Linked DNA regions of Anser cygnoides: region 1 is linked to region 2. The links are chromatin contacts, called in public Hi-C maps. All regions are on one chromosome and are shown on one strand. The core of a region is the stretch at or near the end of the contact, and the rest is flanking DNA. Distances in the headings are between cores, read along the strand shown.

Evidence for each region. Hi-C and Micro-C count contacts between places; a contact is called where the count stands out from the background.
Region 1: a contact with region 2 is called in a Hi-C map of liver, with 1.9 times the contacts expected there. The contact joins the promoter of CLIP2 here to the enhancer-like site in region 2. A contact is called at or near these places in 4 of 7 Hi-C or Micro-C datasets (granulosa cells and liver).

Annotation. Positions count from the first base shown.
Region 1 is chr18:4,498,541-4,502,828 of Taihu_goose_T2T_genome, forward strand. CLIP2 (CAP-Gly domain containing linker protein 2) reads right to left here and starts at 1,545. Exons shown (of 17, transcript XM_048068096.2): 1 at 1,411-1,545.
Region 2 is chr18:4,440,350-4,444,687 of Taihu_goose_T2T_genome, forward strand. CLIP2 (CAP-Gly domain containing linker protein 2) reads right to left here. Exons shown (of 17, transcript XM_048068096.2): 7 at 4,040-4,143; 8 at 1,559-1,619. Among named protein-coding and RNA genes, the nearest start is that of GTF2IRD1, 31 kb to the left of the region's middle. Within about 2 kb of position 2,917, at least 1 of the 3 cell types and tissues checked has open chromatin away from gene starts, as enhancers often do. A contact at or near this core is called in liver, where this site is marked.

The DNA of each region.
Region 1 (4,288 bases), core at 295-2,794, 57 kb after region 2:
TCCGCCCCAGCAGGGTGGGTTTCTGAGCCCGGGGGCTGGCAGGCCTGCGGGACTGACACCGAACAGAGCAGCACCGACGCGGCGCTTTGTCTGCAGCGCTTCCCAGCACAGCTGCAGCTGCCTGGCTGCTCCGAGGTACCACCACCGGCCTCCGCTCCATCCCTGCATGCTTCCCCAGGCAGGCTGCTCGCTGCTCCGGACCAGGAGACGCGAGGGGCTCAGGACCCGCCCGGTCCATCCTGCCATTCAGCCACAAGCATGCCGGCAGCCCCCCAGGTTGGGCCTTCCCCGCTAAAGGGCACATCTCCGCCACCAACAGAAACAAAAAAAAACCCACCACGTCCGTTCCTTTAGCGCGCAGACCGTGTCGATACCTGGATCGCTCAGAACAAAAAGCCGGCGAGAGGACGGAGCCCAGCAAGCAGCCAGGCTTCCCCGAGACAAAAGAAAATTCCCCGTTTGCCGAACCCCAACTCGCTCGGCGCTGACTGCTGACGACCCCCCCCCCCTTTACCTGCATCTCCCCGGCATCAGGCCCTGCGGGTCCGGCTGCTCCCAGCAGAGACGGAGCGAGACGTCCACCGTGACCCAAACCCCACAGACCCCCACCCCACAGACCACCCCCACCCCCCCGGGACCACCCCCACCCCCCCGGGACCACCCCCACCCACCTACAGCGCTGCCACCCAGCGCCGAAGCCCCCCTGGGTGCCCCCCATCCGTGAGGTGACCGCGCACCCCACGATGGGTGCCCCCCTCAGGGTGGCTGCAGAGCCAGGAGGGGGGAGCCCCCCCCCCCAAAACCCACCCCGTAGGCAGGGCAGCGCCTTCCCCTCCCCACCCCGAGGACGAGCTGCCGCGACCCACCCTCGGCTCCCTCCGTCCATCCCCGCCTTTGTTGCGGGAGCCGCGGCCGCCCCTTCCCCGCCGAGCCCCCGCCCGGCGCCCCCCTTACCCTCCCCGCCGGGAGCCGCCGAGCCCCTCCCGAGCGGGGCCGAACCGAGCCGAGCGGAGCCGAAGCGATCCCCGCGCGGAAGGGCCCGGCAAGGCCCCGAGCCGCGCCCCCCCCCCCCCCTCCCCTCCCCGCCGAAATCTTTGTGGTTGTCGGGCCGCGGAGGCGGCGGAAGCGGAGCGGGAGGGCGGGAGGGAGGCTCCTCCTGGAGGCCGCCCTGCGGGGAGCGGGCGGAGGGCTCGGCTCCCTCCGCCTGGGAAAACCTCCCTTCCGAGCCGAAAAAATAAGCGATAATAATGATTAAAAAATAAATAAAAATAATAATAATAAATTTGAAAAAAAAAAGGAAAAAAATATTTTTTTTTAAAAAAAAAAAAGGAAAATAAAAGGTTTGCTGCCTGCAGCCCTTTCCTAAAGAAATGGGAGGGGAAGGATAAGAATAATAGCGGCCGAGCCTACCTCCGGCTCAGCAGGGAGGCTGTCTCTCTCCCTCCCTCCTTCCCTCGTGGCCGCGGGGCTGGGCTCCGGGAGGGAGGGGCGCTGAGCGCACCCCAATGTACATCCTAGCAAATGGGCTGGATGCGGGGAGAGCAGGAAGGGCTGGAGGTGCTTCCTGGGGGGGAAAAAAAAATAAAAATGAGAGAGCCCTGATTTTCACGCTGCAAAGTGAAAGCACCTGCAGCCTGGGGAAACTCATTCATTCAATGGCAGGAAGGGGGGGCTGAGCTAATAGCATCATCGCTCGTCCTTCACCGCCTCCTGCTCGCTCCCAGAGCCATAACGGGGCTGACATCAGGTGGAAACACCCTGCGCTGGGTCGTATCTAGTGCCTGTGCCTGACCTTGAATCTTTAACTCGGACGGGAAGGAAAGTGCTTTGTGCAAGGGCCACGGCTCCACGCAATGCACATCACAAGCTCTGCAGCCACCTTGGAGCGCCCGAAGGGCAGCACCAGACTTTGCACATCAGACACTGCGGTGGAAGGCCACAAACCATGTGGCAGAGGAGTAGGGTCCCGCCTGGAAATGGTCTTGTAATTTGGTGCCCTGACTCTGCCCTATATCCCCAGCAAGAGCCCAGGAAAACATGATAGAAGTGCAAGTGAAGGAGGTGCAGGCAGCAGAGCAGAGAAGCCGCAGCAGAAGTCAAGAGAGCATCATCCTGATGATGAGAGCTGACAGCGTCAGCAAGACAATCCAGCCACGAGCAGCCTCATTTTCCATCTCGCAGAGGGGAAGCCAAAGCAAAGCGAAATGGCTGGTCCCAACCAAAAATAGGACCTGGAGCACCCGGCAGCGACGCCTCTGCTTCAACTGCTCGTTCGCTCCGCTTCCCTGGTATTTTCCTACATCCAAACCCAAGTCAGTGCTTTGTGGTTTTGGATGCAAGATGTTTTGTCTCCTCTCTAATCTGTAGTTGCCTAGGGAGACAGCGTGTCACCAGGAGAAAGGAGCTGCAAGAGAAGGTGCCTCTTGAGTCCTTCTCTGGACTCCAACAGAAGGAGCTTCACCAGACTTCACCCCGACTCGCCAGCTCTGCCAGTTCACATCCTCGGGTCTGAGGGTTTCCCCTTATTGCAATGCTAGTGGTGATGGTGACCACCCTTTGCTAGCTCCAGAGAGACCAACGAGAAGTGCTGCCCACAGCCCGGCGTTTTGTAAGGCGGGGGAGTGTAAATTTAAAGCAGTTTTGAAAAAAAAAATCCTCTTTAATGTTTTCAGATGAATTTCAGATCTAATACAGCTCAGCAATTAAACCTTGTCATTTGTGATCAACTGCACCATTTTCTGCTCTATCTTCTATAATTTGTTCTTGTTGCTAAAACCTCTATGTAAACATTTAATTTACCGTCCTACGTCTATGTTACGACAAAGAAGGTCAGCAAGTTTGGGGTTACATTTTGCCTGCCAGTAGCCCGTGTCTCGATGCCATTTCCTGCCCTCAGGTTCGTATTGTTGCAGGACCAGTGCCCAGCTCCGACACGCGACGTTGAGAGCTGGCACGTTGCTCATCGCCTCTGCGTTTCAGAAGCAGAAGGCTCGAATCTTAAAAGCACTTTTTTCTTATAGAATCATAGAATGGCCTGGGTTGAAAAGGACTGTAAAGATCACCTAGTTTCAACCCCCCTGCTCTGGGCAGGGTTGCCAACCACCAGAGCAGGCTGCCCAGGGCCTGGTTACTTCTTGAAAACACCGTCATCCCAAGGGATCTTCATTCAAATAGCCATATATTATGATGACCACTATACTTTCTTTGTTCAAATAGCCATATATTATAATGACTACCATATTTGTGTCCCAGTGGCGACCTGGGGCATCCCACCACCAGAGGCTGTGGCGCCAGGCATGGCGCGCTCCCCGAGGCAGCAGGCCTGCACCCCGGGGTTAGGCTTCCCTCACACCTATGGGCTTTGCAACGCTGATGTAAGACTGAGAGGAGAATCGAGCTTATTGGCTTCAATGAGATGAAACTAGAAAAGTTTCCCAGCTCTTAAGTCACTTCCTTGAGTCATTTTGGCAAGCCTGCCTTTCTGACTAAACTTTCTCAGGGGAATTTTCAGAGGCAGAGGGAAAGATCAGCCGGGACCATCCGCTGCGGTGTGGCCGCAGGGCCCATTCTTGCTGCTCCATAGCACAGGCTTAAATTTGTGCCTTTTCCATCAAGTGCTCCCCCACTCAGCTTCCACTGCCCCTGCTTTTCCCAAACAAAGCTTCAGGTTGAAAATAACTGTTGAGATCCCATCGTTGGGCAGAGTGGCACTGCTATTTCCCGATAACCGTTTATTTATTCACAGGGGCTGCATGCAGACAAGCAACCCTGCACTGATAGTCCCAGACAAGAAGCACACAAGGCAATCAAGCCTCAGCACATGAATATGTGAGGACTTGTTAATTTTACACAGGTGAGCAGGGCCACGGTTTTCAATTAAACTATCACACATAGAAAGCTGGTATCCAATCTCTGACATGCCTGGGCTGTCACATTTGCCTGACAAACCTTTTGCCATTTGCTACCCTCCTACTTTAAGTGATATGATATAGATTTTGTTTTGAGAAGTGGCTTCTCACAAATAGTCACAACTCTCTCTACTTGACAGATCCATTATTTTGATTTGGTGACTATTTGCATTAGCTGCTGGGATCACTGAAAAGCTTCACAGCCTTTTTCTTCTAAATTATCCTGGCAAGCTGAAGCATTACACAGTCAAAGTAACATTAAAATAGAGGGAATACTCTCACATGCATCTAGGGAAACAAAAGGAACAAAACCACATTGTGTTTTGCCAGTATCTGTGTTGCTATGTTTGAATAAGGACAGCAGATAAGAAGCCACAGCA
Region 2 (4,338 bases), core at 1,667-4,166:
CCTGCCTTCCAATCAGAGATATCTGCTAAGTGATCTACTTGTTTCTGGAAATCCCAACCGTTTCCACAATAAACAATGAAGGTGAGAATTAAACTCCAGGGGGACAATCACCCAGTCTGAGCACCCAAATCTGACAGTACGGGATATAAACACTAACCACAGCCAAATCCTCCTACAACGCCACTGGTGCTGGACCCCTGGGGAAACCCTCAGTTCTGTGGATTGCCCCAAAACCAAGCTGCTCCATGACTCTTTCTCAAGAAGGTATTTGTTTCTCAGAGCAGAAGGTGGAAGCTGGGACTGAACTTTGTCAGCCTGCAAGAAGCTTGGTCACATCCTCATGGCAAAGCAGCTCCTTTCCAAACCCATTGAAATTCAGATCTATCCCCAGTTTGGGACCTGCAGTCACAGGAGCGTTTATGCCACAGCAGCTTACCATCTCGCTAGAACATGTACTTAAAAAATACATATATACACCTGCTAGCTAACCCTGGCTCCATTGCCATTACTCCACAACTAGTCTTAAACACCTAAAGCTTACACAGGGATGATTCACTTATTTCAAAGTGACTGATGGATCAATCACCCTTCTCTAAAGCACTGGGGGAAACTGATCATCTAAAGACCTCAGGAATCAACAGAAACCTGATTTGGTACTCACTGACTAGACAGAAACTGCACTTGTCCTTTAGCAAAGGTCTGCTATCAGTGCATTGCTGATTTATACCCTGTCCAACACATTACTCTGCTTTCTCTTCTGGATAAAGAGGAGAGGTTTAAACCAAGAGGGTCAAAGCCACAGCAACATGCTCCACTACTTAGTTTTCACAATTTTCTGGCCTGTTATTGATATGACTGATGCATGTCCTTTGATTTTTCTGGCTGTTACTAACCTAGCACTCTAGCTGAAGATAAGAGAAATCCCACAATTTACACACTTAGAGCAGACCCTTGCCTTCACAGAAATATTTCCTTTTCTTTCTTTGCACTGAAAAGTCTCATGCTCAGGCAGGACAAGCTCCTAACACCACTTCCAGTTTGTACAACACTCATTGCAGCAGCACTGCTCAGACCACCAGCCTTTCCAAACCAAAGGGTATTCTAGTGTCAAACCCCATGGGCAGAGGACTCCACAGGAGGATACTACAGGTCATACAATACATGGCATTGGGCTCGAATGGAATAGCATCTCTCACCTGAGAGACTGAACGTGCCCATTAACCTCTACCAGGACACAGCAGGGACAGTGACTGAGCAGTCAAATCACTTCTACAGTGGAAAAACATACGTTAAAATGCATTCGGATAATCAGTTTTTAACACTGCTTGGCAACTCATGGCAACATTCATAGCCAGGCTGGCTGGCTGGGATTAATTCTAGGCATCTCCTGGCATTACTAGTGATTGGGCAACATACCAAAGAACAATCTTCAATTTATACCGCAGTGTTTGCAGCAGGTCACTAAAGGAACTGTATTGTTCAGAGTTGAACAAAAGGTGGCAGAAATTACTAACGTAAGGCCACATGTGCAACTTCAGGTTTTGGTGAGGGGGCTTACCTCCAAATCCCCCTTCGTTATGGATTCTTCCTCCACGCGGAACTGCAAGTCCTCCACTTTCCTGCGGAAGGGAAAGGGAGAGACAAAGTTACCAGTGACACCCAGATTAGCATCCCACCTACAGGCAGCGATTGCACATGGGCCTTCCCTGCACAATAAAAAGCTGAGAAAAAATGATGCAAGCTTTATATATCAACAACTCTGCAGAAGCTAAACGTCAAGATACAAGGAGCAAGACAGTTAAGCAAGCCTATGCATAGCAAGCATTTGCCTTTTTGTAAGGTACATGCTCCCAGACACGCTGGTCCTGCTGTACTATTTCTCAGCAAGCACAACTGCTGTTCATTGACACCGGGATCCTGAAAATAGTAAAGCCACAGTTTTCACTGTTTTACTTAGACCCTGTTATCTCGCAGCAGAGCACCGGGCAATTCCTGTGCCAAACGCAAATGGTCCATACAAAATACTCCAGGGCAATCAGAGCCTCTGCCTTCTTGGCAGAGGGTGAGCAATGCTTCATGTTGCCACAACACGGAAATGGTGAGCTACCTTGGCAGAAAAACCTTCAGAGGCTGTACAGGTCAATCACGTATAAATACGCATAAAACCCCACGCACGAACTCAAAAGTGCCTCAGAGTCTTTTGCAAAGTCTGTATCTTGATTGGATTTTCTGTTCAAAGTAATTCAATCTCCTGCTAAACTCATCCTTCTTTGTTCTCTTCACTGATTAAAAAAGGCAATAATGAGGATGTTGCACTGGTAGCCAGATGTAAGGACTCTGATTCAGTTACAGATAAAAATAGCTGTGGGTGTACATATCTAACTTCATAAACAAGCTTCCTTGTCTAAACCTCCTCTAATTAGAGGAGGCATCTGTTGATATTTAGGAAATAGCTCAGCTGTCTTGGGTTAAAGGGCCTCCTAGAGCTGGGAAAGTGAGCTGCCTACCCAGGGAACACAGAGACTTGTGCACGAAACAACAATTCATCTTCAGGGAGCGTTGTTCAATTGAAACCCACACCATTTTCAGTTTATTTTCCCCAGTTACTTAATACACAGAAATGTTTTTCCATTCCCACTGGAGAGTTCAATTATATATATGGAGCAATTGGCCTCCAAAAACGACAAGCAGATCTTCACTCTTATCCAAAAAGGAAATGTATGCATCATCATACATACATAGATGGGGCCTCTGGGACATGGGGAGGCAGCGAATCACACAATGGCAAGGCCATACTGCAGTATGACTTGCCTTCCTCAGGAGGAACGTCTGCAAGATTAGCAGCACATCAACAAATAGATGGGGAAAGAAACAGTCTTTAGCAAAGCCACACTGTGGAGAAAGTATGGGGACCTGGGATTGCCCAGCCTGCAGAGTTCTCTTTATAACTCAATACTGTTATTTTATACTATATTGTTAACCCAGAACACCTGAAGGCAAAAGGCTTTGCTCCTTGTTGATACCGAATTCCCTTCTTTACTGAGCAATTTCAGTTTACACAGTGACATGGCTCAGTCTGGTTACGGTACAAAATTCCAAAATTATTGGTGTCACCAGAACCCTCCATTCTTTCAGACTAATAATGCTGCTTCTCCCTGCTCTGTGTCAGGAACCAAAAAACAGGGAAGAAGGTTGGAAACCCTCAGTAACTTCACTGCCCAGCAGGAGACCACAGCTATTTGGTCTTCAGCTGGCAGTGGTCTATAAAACAGTTGCCCACACTGTATTGTCAATGCAACACTGGCGTTGTCAAATGCCCTTGGACATGCAAGCAGCCTGTCAAATATTTACCAGGGTCCTCACACGAGTGCCAGCAGCTTGGAGTCATAATCAGGAATGGAAGCTGATAATGTCTTTTGTCTGAAGCGCTACATGCATTTGGCAGGGAAGCGGGTCCGACCATGCAACATCTTTTGGCAGAGAAGCAGAGCTGCCACCGTGCCAAGCATGAGCTGTCCTGGCTGTTTGTCTCCTGCCTTTCAGTTACTTTGCAACAGGGGCCAGGTTCAGCAGAGCGCATTCAAAAACCCTGATATTGCTCACATCACAAAAAATCAGCTCACTGCAACCCCAACAGGAGAATACAGCATCGAGTGACCTCTAAGAACCTTAAGACAGGAACGTATGAGAATAACTAGAAATATTCCCTTGTTCATTTGTGATCAGCAGCAGGCTGTCAACAAATAGGAGAAGTCACTGTACTGGACGCCCATCCCTAAATAAGTCATTCCAGATATGCAACTACAGCAACCTTGTTCTGAACTTGTTACTCAAAGCAGCACCACCTTTTCCTCCATGCAGGCAGACTGCAGTGGCCAAGACAGAGGAGCACAGCATATTTAAAATATGAGAAGACATCCAAAGATGACCCTCCTAGTAACTTTTTTTTCTCCTTAGATCCAACCATTGATGTTCTCGGGTACAAGCTTCATCTCCCCCATGATTTCAGCTCCCCCACACCCATTCACTCCTGTTTTACCTCTTCTCTTCTTCCAGTTGGTTCAGCAGTTCGATCTTCTCCTTTTGCATTCCATCCACCAGTGCTCGTGCCCGCTGGAGGTTTCCCTCTGCCTCTGTGACATACTGCAGTGGTAAAAGAGCCCAAGTCACAAAAGTTAACCATGTCTGAAGTTCAGAGTTGTTTAAAAAAAAGGATCAGAACAAGGGAACAGAAGGTTCTGATGATGTTTCAGAAGCTGCTGTTTTAAGAAGGTGGATTTTCCAAAAAGCCCAGTATAAGCATCAAAAAAACTGCTGAATCTACTCCAGCTGTAAATC